Regions from separate parts of the Mus musculus genome. Here regions 1, 3, 4 and 5 are each linked to region 2. Evidence: chromatin contacts called from public HiChIP or PLAC-seq, Micro-C and promoter capture Hi-C data. All regions are on one chromosome and are shown on one strand. The core of a region is the stretch at or near the end of the contact, and the rest is flanking DNA. Distances in the headings are between cores, read along the strand shown.

The links. A called contact is a pair of places that touch in the nucleus more often than the background predicts. HiChIP or PLAC-seq counts read pairs in DNA pulled down with a chosen protein or histone mark. Capture Hi-C pulls out chosen DNA fragments and counts their contacts.
Region 1: a contact with region 2 is called in an H3K4me3 HiChIP or PLAC-seq map of the 230-238 cell line, with 11 read pairs. The contact joins the promoter of Blmh here to the promoter of Abr in region 2.
Region 3: a contact with region 2 is called in a promoter capture Hi-C map of adipose tissue. The contact joins the promoter of Tmigd1 here to the promoter of Abr in region 2. A contact is called at or near these places in 3 of 39 promoter capture datasets (liver, pre-B cells and stem cell-derived epiblast-like cells), 1 of 115 datasets of contacts at active chromatin or transcription factors (pancreatic cancer cells) and 1 of 9 other capture datasets (adipose tissue).
Region 4: a contact with region 2 is called in a Micro-C map of embryonic stem cells, with 1.5 times the contacts expected there. The contact joins the promoter of Cpd here to the promoter of Abr in region 2. A contact is called at or near these places in 1 of 484 Hi-C or Micro-C datasets (embryonic stem cells) and 6 of 115 datasets of contacts at active chromatin or transcription factors (CD8 T cells, embryonic stem cells, memory CD8 T cells and 2 more).
Region 5: a contact with region 2 is called in an H3K27ac HiChIP or PLAC-seq map of embryonic stem cells, with 6 read pairs. The contact joins the promoter of Glod4 here to the promoter of Abr in region 2. A contact is called at or near these places in 3 of 115 datasets of contacts at active chromatin or transcription factors (effector CD8 T cells and embryonic stem cells) and 1 of 9 other capture datasets (embryonic stem cells).

What each region holds. Positions count from the first base shown.
Region 1 is chr11:76,944,241-76,947,071 of GRCm38.p6, forward strand. Blmh (bleomycin hydrolase) reads left to right here and starts at 1,416. Exons shown (of 12, transcript NM_178645.4): 1 at 1,416-1,653; 2 at 2,002-2,199. The coding sequence starts at 1,641.
Region 2 is chr11:76,569,981-76,572,680 of GRCm38.p6, forward strand. Abr (active BCR-related gene) reads right to left here and starts at 1,404. Exons shown (of 23, transcript NM_198895.2): 1 at 1,051-1,404. The coding sequence starts at 1,111.
Region 3 is chr11:76,900,801-76,903,620 of GRCm38.p6, forward strand. It overlaps Tmigd1 (transmembrane and immunoglobulin domain containing 1), which reads left to right and starts at 1,359. Exons shown (of 7, transcript NM_025655.3): 1 at 1,359-1,416.
Region 4 is chr11:76,845,592-76,848,449 of GRCm38.p6, forward strand. Cpd (carboxypeptidase D) reads right to left here and starts at 1,417. Exons shown (of 21, transcript NM_007754.2): 1 at 633-1,417. The coding sequence starts at 1,375.
Region 5 is chr11:76,242,278-76,245,093 of GRCm38.p6, forward strand. Glod4 (glyoxalase domain containing 4) reads right to left here and starts at 1,422. Exons shown (of 9, transcript NM_026029.3): 1 at 1,278-1,422. The coding sequence starts at 1,367. It overlaps Mrm3 (mitochondrial rRNA methyltransferase 3), which reads left to right and starts at 1,459. Exons shown (of 4, transcript NM_183263.5): 1 at 1,459-1,809; 2 at 2,002-2,246. The coding sequence starts at 1,496.

The DNA.
Region 1 (2,831 bases), core at 166-2,665, 370 kb after region 2:
TGGCTGGACCCATTGGAACTGGACTTACAGTTTTCTGACTTGAGTGTTGGGACCCGAACTTGGGTCCCCTGGAAGATCATCAGCAAGTGCTTTTATCTGCTGGGCTATCTCCCAGTCCCACATCATGAGTCTCTTGATGACAAGATTAAAGTTTTTAATTTTTTTTATATCAGCAGAAACTTGCTGAGGACCTGTTACACCACAAATGTTGAATACAATTTTATTCTTTGGGCTGAGTCCAATTGGGCAGGAAGTTTGAACATCATTTTTATTGTTTATTTATTTGTTTGTTTATTTATTTATTTATTTGGTGAAAGGGCCCATGATTTCTTTCAGCATGAGTTGTAGCTTGTTTCTTTTTTCTTCAGAAAATGGAAAAAATAAAAAAAAAAGCCCCACAGGATAGGGTAGTTGATGGGCTCCCTTGGAGATGGTTGCTATGTCGAATTGCAGGTCTTTAGCTAAGTCTCTCAGGGACACAGAGACTGAATTCTCAAGTGACAGATGGCTGTCTGCATGTGGCACTTTCCAGACATCAGAATTCCTCTGAACCATGGGTGATTTTCAATTTAAGACTTAGGTTTTAGGCTCCATGGAAAATCTGAATAGTAAGGCTACAGTGTGCATTTGTACTTATTTTATTATGCAGTGGACTCTCCCGCCCCGTCTTGAAAAACTGATTAATTATCTCGAAGACTCTGTGTGTGTGTGTGTGTGTGTGTGTGTGTGTGTGTGATTTACAGGTTTTGTAGATATTAGCAAAAAAAAAAAAAAAAAAAAAAGCATAAAATTGACGTAATCATTCTCCTTAGCCCAAGCTGGGCTCAATAGGAACCACTCATGAGCCTTGCGAAGCCCAGAATGTGTAGATGAAATGAGCAGATGTGTATTTGTAGAACCGTGGTAGTAGCTTATGGGTGGGTGGGAAAGAGATTGGTTCCAAAATCCTTTCAAATACAAGAACTTTGTTCTCACTAGACTCTAAGCAACAAGTTGCAATTGAAAAAGATGAACAGATTGGTCAGCTAAGTGCCTACAGGAAAAGCCTTTGGGTGGATTTCTTGAGATCTGCCGTCCCATGGCTAATTTTGGGTCCCTTACTTCCTTTTCACTTCACAAAACCTCCTCTGGCTTCTCAAAGGAGTTCTAAGCGTCAGTTTCCCCAATGCTAGACAGTGAGGGATCTGGGTTCATCAGCACGGAACCCTCAGCCTCCTTCCTCTAGGAGCTTGGGATCCCGGGAGGGCGCCCTTGAAGCCAGGAAGAGGGATCACAGATGGCGGAGGGCGCAGCCGAGGCGAAGAGTGAGCAATGCTGGCAGTGGGGGCTGCAATCGTGGGTGGCTTCGCCCTGCCGCTCCCGGGCCGAGGTGCGGGCCCCAGAGTCTGAAAGGCCGCCCCTGTCGGCCCTCCCCCGGGCGGGGCTAGCCCCGATGGCGCTGACTCAGCAACGCGAGGGGGGAGTTTTGTCCCTCCGCGGACCCCGTTTCTCTCGGCCACCATTGAGCGGGTTTCCTTCTTCCGGCGCTTAGGGTGCGAGAACCAGGTCCGGCCAGCTAGGCAGCGGACTGTAGTGTAACCCCAGAGCTCACCTGAAAACCCTGAAAACTAACGTTTCCTCCACGAAGCAGTTTGGGCGCCATGAACAACGCAGGTGAGGCACCGCTGGTACCACGAGTGTTTTCCCGGGTCCTCTCCCGGGCTCGGCGGACCCGTGAGGCCCGGCGGCGTGAAAGGCCGTGGGATGGGATGGGGGTGGGTGGGGAGGGGGGGACGGACCTAGGCGAGGGCCGGGATGTAGCCCTCCGGGAGGGTGGGAGAGCACCAGGAGAGAGACGACATCACGCGGGGAGGATGCCGGGAGAGGGCTTTCTGGTACAGCACTCTGCAGGATGCTCTTGCGAAGTTAAATCTAGGATCTACGGTGACCCTATCCTAAAGCTGTCCCCGTCAGCCTCTTTGGGAGGGGATATAATTATAATGGCGTTTGATCTTCCCACAGGACTAAATTCGGAGAAGGTATCTGCTTTGATCCAGAAACTAAATTCTGACCCTCAGTTCGTACTTGCCCAGAATGTCGGGACCACCCACGATCTGCTGGACATATGTCTGAGGAGGGCCACGGTCCAGGGTGCTCAGCATGTGTTTCAACACGTTGTGCCTCAGGAAGGCAAGCCAGTCACCAACCAGAAGAGCTCTGGTGAGGTCTACGACTTCTTGCCTACTTTATTGACAGCAGCACATTTTGTTGTCCTAAAAATGGCCCTGGGATAACAGAGCTTTGTAGCATTGACAGAACTTGTAGTAAGCCAGAGAATAGGCACTAGAAAAGGGCAGGCCCAAGAACATCACCTGTGTGGTGGCTTCAGTGTTCTGTGGCCTATTAGCATTTAGTTTGTTTCCTAACGTGACAGATGGTGGTCTTTGAATGCATATCATCATGTTTTGATATTATGTGATGTTGGATGTGTGCGGTTTGTTCTCGTGCAGTTTTAATCTTAACAGTTCATCTAGAAGTAGCAGAAGAGAGAAACAGCTTATCAAGTTGCAGACAGATAAACCTAAAGCAAAAGATGAGCTATGTACTAACAGATTTGGCCTGTGCCAAATAATTAATAATTAATGGAAAAATATCCATACCATAGGAGATGTCCCAGAATTGCCCTAAAGTCCAAATGTATAAAATAGAAAAAAACATAAAGTGATTACAACAGATTGTAACCGGCTATTTTTAAATATGCTCTGTGGTTGCAGCTGGAGTTGCTATTCTCATAGTTCCTGTCAGTAGTTACTTTGTAGTATTTTGAGTTCTCATTCCTTGCTGGCTGAGAA
Region 2 (2,700 bases), core at 154-2,653:
CAAGGCAAGACCTGGAGGCTCAAGACATCGTCTCCTCTCATCCCCGGAATGTGACTGTTAAGAAGGAACTCAAGCCAGGCTGACCCTTCAAAATGTCCTTGTTTCATGCATCTAATGTTCAGAGTCACCCCTAGATGCGCCTGCCTCAGGGTTAGGGTGTGCTAAAAGAGAGTGGGAGGGTTCCCAGCATTTCCATAGGTAAAAGCACATCTACTGTCATTCTTGGAGGCCACCAGGACCATCTCCCGACACCACAGAATGCCAATGAGTTAAAGAGGGGGAGGGGAGGGCGACATGGGCAGTGCCACCTAAGGCATGGGGGGTGGGGTGGGAATGGTTCCCATCTCAGTAAGTAAGTCCCAGTGATCAACTACACATCCCCCAGGCAGTACAAGAGCAATCACATGATCATGGCTGATTTGGGAGCGAGGGGGTGGAGTACCGGCGGTTTTTTTCCCCCCTCTTCATTTGCTTTTCTTGGGGGTGGTGGTAGTGATGAGAATGGGGGTGGTGACGAGGCTGGCAAGAAAGACTGCTGAGCTAGGAGGTTGGCTCTTTCATCCAAATGGCCCCCACAGAGATCCGTACCTTACAGTCTCTCTTCCAACCTGATCCCATCATCAACCCGAATCACACACCGGAATGTCCCTGAGGTAGTAAACTAGAGAGAGCCAAAGACTTTTCCCAAAATGGCCTTCCCGCTTCAATGTGAGGAGAAAAGCTGCCAATTCTAAAGGCCAAGGTAGAGCTCTAAAAAGGACGCTTCCCACTCGCGGAGCGCTAGAGTGCTGGGTTACACAACAGGTGGGAGGGGTGACACAATCCCCCCCAGCCCCGGTCTATCTAGCCCCCTCCCCCCTAAAATCTGCTCTGAGGACTCCATACCGCTCCTCCTACTGGCTGGCTGCACACCTGGCGGACCATGGCCGCTAACACTTGCCGGTGCCTGGGTGCACCTGGGACCCGGAGGGCAACAGGGCTCCTCGGAGGGTGCTGGGTGTCCCTCTTACACCCCCTGTCCCCCACCCAGGGACCCATGGGCACACGTACTGCTGTAGAGGGTGTCGATCCAAGAGAGGCGCGGCAGGCCCCGGTGGCTAAGCGGCTCCATGCCCGCGGCTCCGCGCGGCAGAGGTTCCTTGGTCAGATGGGAAACCGGACCCTCATCGCACAACAAAGGAGGAAGGGCGCCGGCAGGCGGGATGCCGGGAGGGGAGGCCAGACTCGGAGGTCGAAGTTGCGGAGCTCAGGATGGAGGCGGGAGAGCCAGGGAAACAGGTAGTAGGGAGGAGCAAGCCGCAGCTGCCAAGGTGAGGACAGGGGAGCTTAGTGCAGGGCTGTGGCAGCCTAGGCGAACCCGCTGCGGATCTGGGAGCCGCGGCCCCGCAGCCCGCGCGCCAACTAGCAACTTCCCCGGGGCTGCGCGGCGCCCGGGGCGGGGGGCGGAGGCGGTAGCCAATCCGCGCAAGGCTCAGCGCGCCCACCCCCAGCCGCAGCGGGCCGGTGGGGTGTGAGAGCAGCCCGCAGCCCCACCGATGGCCTCCAGCCGGCGCACAGAGCTCCCGCGGGGTCTCCGGGAGGCGGCGCAGGGCCAGAGGCTCCCCTCCTCCCCTGGTTGGGCTGAGCATAAATTCTGGCAACCCGCAGACTAAAGAAACCTATGGACCCGCAGGGGTGACATCACCTGCCACCCCAGGATCTCTAAGCACGATTTCGGGACTGGTGCAGTTGCCAGGCCCCACCCCTAGACAAGCTTGGGCAGCACAGCTTGGACTGGGTTAACATCCTGCGCCCCGCTGGAAAGCTGGGCCACCCAGGAATTGTTTTCCTACCAAACCTTAAATCACCCCATCTATCCTTGATCTTACAGTGCATCAGTTCCCGACACACACCAAGGGTGGGCGACTGAAGTAAGGCGGGACCACTGGGGTTAGTGTCATCCCCTGGCATTAGAGGAAGGACCTATTTCTCACATGTGCGCCTTTAAGGCAAAGAGTCAAACTGGGGTACAGAAGCCCTAACTGGACTCTCTCCAATTCCTCCAGGAGCCGTCTGACAATCCCTAGCCTCTGTGTACAATCACATTGAAGGAAGATGGGGGTCAGATGCCTCAGAGACCAGTCTTAAGAAACAAAATTCCAAACAGTGACCTCAACAGCACTGAAGGTTTGGGGGTTGGGAGTGACATGGGACCCATGGCTGCAACCTGTTTCCTGAATTCCCAGGGAAGGAGGCAATGAAGCCCGCCAAGGAAGACCTGGGTTAGACCTCTCATATACTAGTATAGTGGCATTTCTAATAATGGGACACTTCCCATCCCACCCCATCTTCAGACAGCTTAAGCCCTTTTGGGGCTCCAGCCATACAGAGCTTTTCAAAGAGTTAAGCTCCCCATTCCCTGTATGGAGGGCAGTGTTGTTAGTACCCACAGGGACTTCTCCTTATCCCAAACAAGCACAGACAGTTTTGAGGGGTAGAAGCAGACCCTCACCTATAAGGAAATTTGTACCCAGCCTTGTAAACTTCCCAGCTGTCTGGACACTGGCCTCTATAGATGATCAAGAAAAGCTAGAGCCCATTGATACACAGGATAGAGCCTCTGGGAGGTTCAAGGGTAGATGCTCTTGTGTGGGGGAGCCCCCACAGGTGGGCAGCAGATACAGGTCCTCCTGTACCCCTTTAGTTCTAACTCAAGCTTCT
Region 3 (2,820 bases), core at 109-2,608, 330 kb after region 2:
GCATGAATAGTGCTAGACCAGCCTATCTTCATAACAGTAATAATTATGGCTTATGAAGCGCCTACTGTACAGCAGCTTAGCATGCTCCATTTCACTCAATCCTCACAGTGACTCTGTGGGGAGGGCACTGTTATTATTGCTATTGTGTTCCTGAAGAACCAAAGGCTCCTAGGGGTTAGATAACTTTCAAAGTCACATAAACAGAAAGAAATAGATCTCTGGTGTGGTTACCCAATGTGCTCAAAGCTATGGACAGTGCCAAGTATGATGGCACACACCTGTAATCCTAACACTTGGGAGTGAAGGCAGGAGGATCAGGAGTAATAACTAGCCTTGGCTACACAGCGAGTTCAAAGCCAGTTTAAGCTATAGGAGACCTTCCTTTAAAAAAATAAACCCACCAAACAAAAATGGAGAAAGCTCGGGATGTACCTCAGTGGTACAGTGCTTGCTTAGCATATATAAAACTCTGGGTTTGATCTCCAGCAACAAAAAAATATGGAGGTAAAGTCTAGACGATCATAAATGTCATATTTTTTGATGAATGGAAACAATAGTTCTTGACACATAAAATGTTCATTAGTAACACTAACATAAAGTATGTTAGGTGGTGCGTGCATGCAAGAGTGTGTGTGCACACACATGGGCACACCCATGCCCATGTGGAAGTCAGAAGACAACATTTTGTGTTGGTCTTCATCTTCTACTCTGATTGACATATATCTAGTATGGCAAGTGGCCTTCTGGGGATTCTAATTTCTCCATCCCCATCTCAGCCTCCCATCTCACTGTAGGAGTGCTGGGATTTCAGCTGCCTCATTAGGGTTTTGTGTGGGCTTTACCCGTTGAGTAACTTAAGTATTTTTACCAATAAAATAATTTTAGTTGAAGTGTCCTGTTCTGGTTTCCCAATGAAGTCAGAGCCTCAAGGAGCTAAAACTTCCTCTTGTTGCTTGGCATAGCTTCAGCACTGGGCTCGGGTGACTGGTGGTAAAAATCTTTCAATAATTAAGTTATGCAAAATCTTCAGTTGTCACTGATTGTGAAAGTCAAGCCTCTCCCCGGACTTGTCCTGTCACAGCTGTCAGGCAGTGTTGGGTGAGATGTGCTCTGGATTTTTGCACAAGTTCAGGCTTCCCTGGAACAATACACCCGTGTTAGTAATATCCGGCCCCTCCTAGTAACCTGGGTACAGAAAGGCTTAGACCTTGTGAAGATGTGCTTCACAATTACTGTCTTCTCTAAGAATCCAGAAAGGGAAACAGACTTTGAACCCAATTTATCTCAGTTACTTGACCCTACTGTCATAAAGTGTTCAAATTCAAGTATTATAAAGGATCATGTCGGGGACATAATTCAGGGCTCCTGGGCAGAGGAAGAGCTAGGTGAGGAAGTCAGCTGCTGGGAGCTCAGCAGGTAAGTGGCTAGACAAGGGACTTTATTTGGAAACTTTGGCGTCTTAGAAAGCAAGAGACCATTGGTTCTTCCCCTTCTCAGGGTAGTGTACAGCCTCAAACTCTCCAGTTTTTTGTTTTGTTTTGTTTGTTTGTTTTAATGGTTTGTTTGGTTGATTTTGTTGTTGTTGTTGTTGTTGTTTTGTTTTCTTTAGTTTGGTTTTTTTGAAACAGGGTTTCTCTGTGTAGTTCTGAAGTTCCTGACTGGCCTGGAACTCACTCTGTAGACCAGGCTGGCCTGGAATTCACAAAGATCCACCTGCTCCTGCCTCCGGAGTGCTGGGATTGAAGGTGTGCACCACCACAGCCCAGGCACTCTTGAGTTTTTATTCAGGCCCTATATTAGACTATACTTGAGAAAAGTTACGGTTTTATCATTCTTGGAGGGCTCTCCTTTCTAAACCTCCATGTATCCTTGTGTTGCTGGGGATTGAACCCAGAACCTCCTACATGCTGCAGCAGTGCTCTCTCTCCCATCTACTAAGAAAATTCCATGCATGATCGGGTTCTGAAACCATCACTTTTTCACAGTGTGTGCGTGGGGGGTGGGGGGGATATTGGGGTTACACATGCCACAGCACACACGTGGAGGTCAGAGGACAACTTTAAGAGTTTGTTCTCTCTTACATGGCATCTGGGGGTCAAACTCAGGTTATCAGGCTTACACTAACAAGCACTTTTACCTCTGAGCCATCTCACTGGTCCTGAGGTCCTCGCTCTTATAATAGAGTCATAGCAATATTTTGGACAAGAAAATTTCAATTACAAAATGCTCTGGCTACTAGTAATCGCATCTTATTAAAATATTGGTAGAGGCCTCCCTGGTAGGAAGCACCCTTGGTCCTGTCAAGACAAGCCTAGAGCAAGGGAGGAGTAGAGGTGCCTCGAATTAGTCAGATGTATATTTCCTGCTTATATTCATGATACAGCTAATATTCATGATAAAGGACAAAATACCAAGTTATTAGTGCAAACGGAAGGACCAGGGACTAGAAGAGGCTCAGAGCATCTTTTGAAGGGAATGAATATTACTTTAGTCAGAAGGACAGTTGTGAGTGTGGCCTTGGCAGTCTCGGGTTGGAATCCTGACCCTAACATTTGCTGGTTTTGTGCAAATGTTCTGGGAAAATTGCATTCTTGGGTCAAGAGGTTAATTGTTATGGAGCATGGTAGTGCACATTACTAATCCTGGTGCTTAGGAGCCAGGAGTGTCGTAAATTCCTGTGTAGCTCGATAGGGCTCTGGAGAAAGACTCTGTCTGAAAGAAAACAGAAATATGATTGTCAGGCTTAGTTGTGATTGAATAAATATCTATGAAGTTTATTATTGTGTCTAGAAGTTATTCAATACATGTTTCTGTTATATA
Region 4 (2,858 bases), core at 167-2,666, 280 kb after region 2:
AAGGCAGGAGAATGGGTTTCTATCCAGTAGCAGAGGAAGTGACTGGGGGTGTCGTTTGCTATTTCTGAACTACATTCTGTCTCCCTGGCAGTGGAGCACTGAGTAACCAGGCTTAGATTCCCCGATGTTAGTCAACCAGTCTGCCCTTCAATTTCCCCGTATGCAAAACAAGAGTACCAGTGGTGTCTAGAGGATATGAGTGGTGTCTAGGTCGCCCGGTTGTGGTCAACATCGAGTGACATAATGCAGTCGCAGAAAGTGCTTGCCACAGTGCTTCTAGTGACAAGCTTAGCTACATACATAATGAAGGTGCTAACTTAGGAATCCTTAAAATCCGTACCCGTTGCTCATATACGATGGTCTTTCAAAAATAGGGATAGAATGGGAGGGGGGAAAAAGCCCCCCGGCTTGCCCTGCACAAATGACAGCCACAAGCAGGCTTCTTTACAGTTAGCAAGAGGAAGAGGTACTGCAACCTGGCCTCCGTTCCAGTTACTGGGTGTCACTCTCCACACCGACTGCCCCCGACCCCTTAGGCTGGCAAGCACTGTTTGGGCGCCTGCTGGCTGTCAAAATAAGCCTCCTGGCCTCGAAGGCTCACGTGGGACCGAAAGCAGTCAGGCAACGCTTACTTGTTCCTGCGGATCCAGTCGATGAGGGCGCGCACCTCCGGCACCTCATCCAGGGAAGGTGGCTCGCCGGTGCTGAACTGGTCAGGGAAGCTGCGGTTGAGGTCGCGGCCTCGGCTGTTGTCACGGCCGCTGGTCCCAGGCGGGCCGCTGTCGCCGAGGCCGCAGTCACCCTCGCGGGCACGTTCGAAGCCATCCGGGTTCAGGCTGGGCAGCAAATACACGTCGGTGGTGTTGAGCAGGCGGACCAGGCGCGGGTCCCCGCGGCGGTAGCCCGACGCCAGCTCGCGGGCCAGGTAGACCAACACCTGGCGTGACACCGTCTCGTCGCCGTGCATGTTACCCACCAGCTTCACCTGCGGCCGGCCGGGCAGCAGCGGCCCCGCGGCGTCCAGCCCCGCGGCGGCGGTGGGCGGCGGCCCCAGGCCCGCTGTGAGGCGCAGCACCCACAGCGGCCGGCCCTCCACCGAGCTGCCGATGCTGAAGAGACGCGCCAGGCCGGGTGGCCCCGCGGCCGCCGCCGCTTCCAGCGCCTCGCCCAGCGCCGCTTCGTGGTAGTAGTGGTCAAACTGGCCCTCGGCCGCCTCGGAGCCGCCAACGGTTGTCGTGGTCGCCTCAGCCTTCTTGATGTGCGCCGCCTGGGCCGAGCTCCTCAGTAGCAGCAGCAGCAGCAGCAGCGGTGGCGGCGGCAGCAGACGCAGGCGTCCCAGCCGCCAGGGCGGCCGCTCATCCCGGCCGCTCGCCATCTTCCAGCAACGCCGCTAATACCGCTCCGCTCCAGCGGCTCCACACTCCGGGAGGCGGCAGCCCGCCGGATCCCCTCCGCGCCTAGCAACCCCATCCCGCCTTCCAGCCTTAGCCAATCGTAGCCTTGAATGCTTGGGTGTCACTCTAGGGGGCGGGGCTTTCCTTAAAGCGGACGATTTTCCCTCTGGGCGTGTCTCCACTCCAGTCCTTAGGGACTTTAGTCGCTTTCCTTTCCTCCACTAAGGTTCTACCCTCTGTCTTCCCGCCTCCCTATTTCCTCTTCTACTTCTCTCGTTTTGTTTTGTTTTGTTTTGTTTTGTTTTGTTTTTTGCTCAGTCTCTTCTTTATGGCTTCTCCTCTGAAATTCTCTGAGAGCTTTTACTAGCCCCCTTCTTCGTTGCAGCATTTCTTAGCTACGCTTTAATGCTTTAGAGTCAGTAATCAAAAGAATCGAAAGGTTCCAAAGATTAAAGGACTCTTGAGAAAATCAGGAAGTTAGAAAGAATCTTAATCTCCTTGGAGAATCAAAGACCTCCTTAGTCCCATCTCCTTTGCACCTTCCTCCCCGCCCCCCCCCCATCCCCCTTGATCGGTTCTGCCTGGGCTTGAGCCCATCTGCCTACATGCAGTTGAAGAGAATGAGACACCTCATAAAGCAATCAATTCTATTTTTGATTTGTCGCGTGACTAGGTATCTCCTTTATTAAGTGGAAACTTCCATAGTAGGCGCCCTCTGTCTTAATGTGGTCTTAATTGGCCATTCAAAAGTGTTGGATTGTAACTATCTTCTTTGTGTGCTGGTCTCTGCTCTCACTGAGGAGATATCGTTTTTTAGTGACCTTACCCTCCTCTCACACTTCTTTTGAGTAGGAGCATCTAGATCACCTCTATACAGCCATAGCTATAGTTTTGGAATGCTGTCTTTAAGAGATAGATTTGCCATGTCTAGAAATACCTGCTTGGCAAGTGTACTTCCCCCAAGGTATTTGGGTAAGTCCAGAAAAACCTAACCTTCCAAGTAAAGTTTAATCACGTTAGCTTGAAGAAATTTGAAGTTTGGCAATCCTTTTATCAAGCGTGAAATTCTAACCCATCTAATGACATAATTGTGATAACCATTATCATTCCCTTCTTTCGGTGCTGGATGGTTCGAGTTTCTGAACTCTAATTGAATCTTCATAGAGCCCGTGGAATTCACTGATTACTGAGTATTTATTGAGTAATTGGTGTCTGTCAAAGCTAGAAGCTGGGAAGCAAGGCATTGCTTGCATAGTTAGAGATCCAATGCAGGGATGAACAATGCAATACATCTGTGGGGACATTCCTGAGGAAAACCTCATTCAGTCTGAGGAGAAGGCAACCAAGAAGCTAGGGAAGAAGCCAAGATGGGAGTGAAGAATTCTGGATAGAAGGAGGAGCATGCACGGGAGGTTGGAAAGTTTACGAGCAGAGCCTAGGTGTTCTAGAATTGTTTGTAGGTTC
Region 5 (2,816 bases), core at 172-2,671, 330 kb before region 2:
ATTTTTAACATAAAAGTAGCTATTACTTTACAGAACACAAACTACCTGTGAGTCAGTTACCACCTAAAAGGTAACATGTTTAATCTTAACAACAATCTTTTGATCAATGAAGAAATAGAATAATGACATGTAGTATCACTAAACTCTGACTGGTAGGTATAAATCTAATATTTCCTACATCATGTGCTCTAATTGGGAACAAATGCCAGAGTCATTTAGTCTATACCTAACCTTACCATGGTACCTTCAAACACCAGGAGTGTGTGTGTGTGTGTGTGTGTGTGTCTATCTGCCTGCCTGCCACAGGTCAGATTCCCTGGGAGTTGTAGTTACAGATGGTTGTGAGCCATCCAACACCTGGAACCCATCTTACACCCTCTGGAAGAAGAGCAATCATTCTTAAAAGTTGAGCCATGTCTCCAGCCCCTACACAGCAGATATTTTTATGACTAACCTGTGTTGACTGATTTGTGCAACTTCCTTTACAGTCCTTACCTCCTGTACCATCTCTACACCCAGCTAGACTTGGACTGCTACAAGTCTGTTAAAAATAAATAAATAAATTCTGCACTGGTGTGCTCCTACCTCCCTGGCTTACCAAAGAGCTCAATAAACCTTTCCGCTACACTTTCAGCTAAGTGACCCCCTTAGAATCACAGCTTCTCAGACTGTTTCCAGGTACTAGGAAGGCGACTTGATTCTGACCTCATACTTACATCTGGGCTGTTTAGAACAGAGCCACAGATCATGAGCACCTACGAAAGAGACCGTTCAAACTTGCTCGGACAGGGCTTGTTCGCGGAATCCGATGGCGGAGTGCTTGTTTAGCATGCGCAAAGCCATGGGTCCCCCTCCCAGAGCCTAAATTTCAAATCCGCAGCTCTGATGGAAGCCGAAATTTGCTGATCACACCCAAACCTTTCAAACCAGGAGACCGCTCTGTCGTGAACTGGAAGGGGCTTTTTAAAATAACGTTTTGCCTATCAACGCTCCTTCACTATAGACAGCAGGCTCCCCAAGCCAGGAGTGTAAAAAATATTTGAGAAGGGCTGTAGGTGAACGTGCGTAGACAACACAGCTGGTAGGTGAGTCCCCTTTCAAAGGCTTCCCAACCCGAAAGAGGGGGGCTCGCAAAAGCTGAAAACACCGGCGTGGCAACGCGGAGTCTAGGGCCTGGCGGCTGGGGTGGCCGCGCGCCCACGGCGTCTTCCCTCCCCTGGTGCGGCCCGGCCGCCCATCGGGGTCTCGCGCTAGCCCCGCTCGGTCCCGGTCTGCACCTGCATCCCCAGGACATCTCGAAAGAAATGCACTGTCTGGAAGCGGTTCTTCACTTTGAAAACGAAGTGCAGAGCTCGACGAGTGGCCATGGCTCCCAACACGAAAACCGAGTTCCAGGCAGAGGGACACCCCGCCCACCAAACCGGGAAGGATCGTCGGGTGACGTCACTAACACTCGACCGCGCGCTCGGGTGAGGTAGCGCGCGCCAGGGGAAAGATGGCAGCGCCGGCGAAGGGCATGTGGTGCTCCCTGGGATCATTGCTGCGGGTGGTCCAGACTCGGGACCTCAACGCTCGGCGCTGGGTCCGGGCGCTGCGGCGTAGCCCGGTGAGAGTGTTGTCTCCCTCGGGACAGGTGGAGGAACGGAAGCGCGCTCCTGACCAGCAGCCTCGCAAGGCGGTCCCTAAGGCCAGTTCCCAGGGACAGCGACAGAAACAGCCTCTTGAGACATCCCCATCCCAGACCCCTCACACCTGGGAAGAGGCAGGGCTTCGCTACGATAAGGCCTTTCCCGGGGACAGGAGGCTAAGGTGATATGTTTTTGAGACTTGTCATCTGCTCCCGTTTCTTTTCTTGCTTCACTGTGAAGCTTCTGGCTCTTACTGTTTCGACGGTGCAAAATAAATGTCGTCTTTTGAGGCTTGTGCGTGTCTGTTAGAACTTCATGTATCCCTCCATGCCAAGAGCGTTGATAATCATCCCCTCTCTGTTTGCACCCACAGCAGTGTGATGACAATAGTTAAGTCCAGGCCTTTTCGGGAAAAGCAAGGGAAGATCCTACTGGAAGGTCGCAGGCTGATTGCAGATGCTCTCAAGGCTGGAGCTGTGCCCAAAGCGTTCTTTTTTAGCCGTCTGGAGTACGTCAAGGAGTTGCCGGTAGACAAGCTGAAAGACGTCAGCCTCATTAAGGTGAAATTTGAGGACATCAAGGATTGGTCAGACCTAGTAACGCCACAAGGAATAATGGGTCAGTGATATACAGTGTGCCAATATCTGGGATTTCTATTTCATACAAGTGTAGTATCCTAGACTTTCTTGTTCATACTTGTCTTAAGGTAACGAATTTTATTTAAATCAAGTTTAAATTTTTATTGACTAACGTCTAAAAAGAAATAGGACTTCTCAGGCCTCTATGTTTTGATGGTATTTTACTGGCAACTGAACCAATTTCTCATTCATACTTAATTGTGGGGCTTTTGCTTGTTTTTGACAATTGTAGTTCAGGCAGGCTTCACATTCTGTATGTAGCTATGGATAGCTTCGACCCCTGACATTCCTGTTTGCACCTCCTTCCTGCTGAGGAGGCATGAAAAAAAAAAAAAAAGCCCAGTTGTTGTTTGTTTGTTTGTTTTATGGAATGTTAAAAACATTTTATGAGCCAGGAGTAATGCAAGCCTTTAAAATTCCAGAATTTGGAAGGCAGAGGCAGGCAGATTTCTGAGTTTGAGGTCAGCCTGGTCTACAAAGTGAGTTCCATGACAGCCAGAGCAAACATTGAAGCCCTATCTCAAAACAAAACTTTATTTTGTGTGTATAC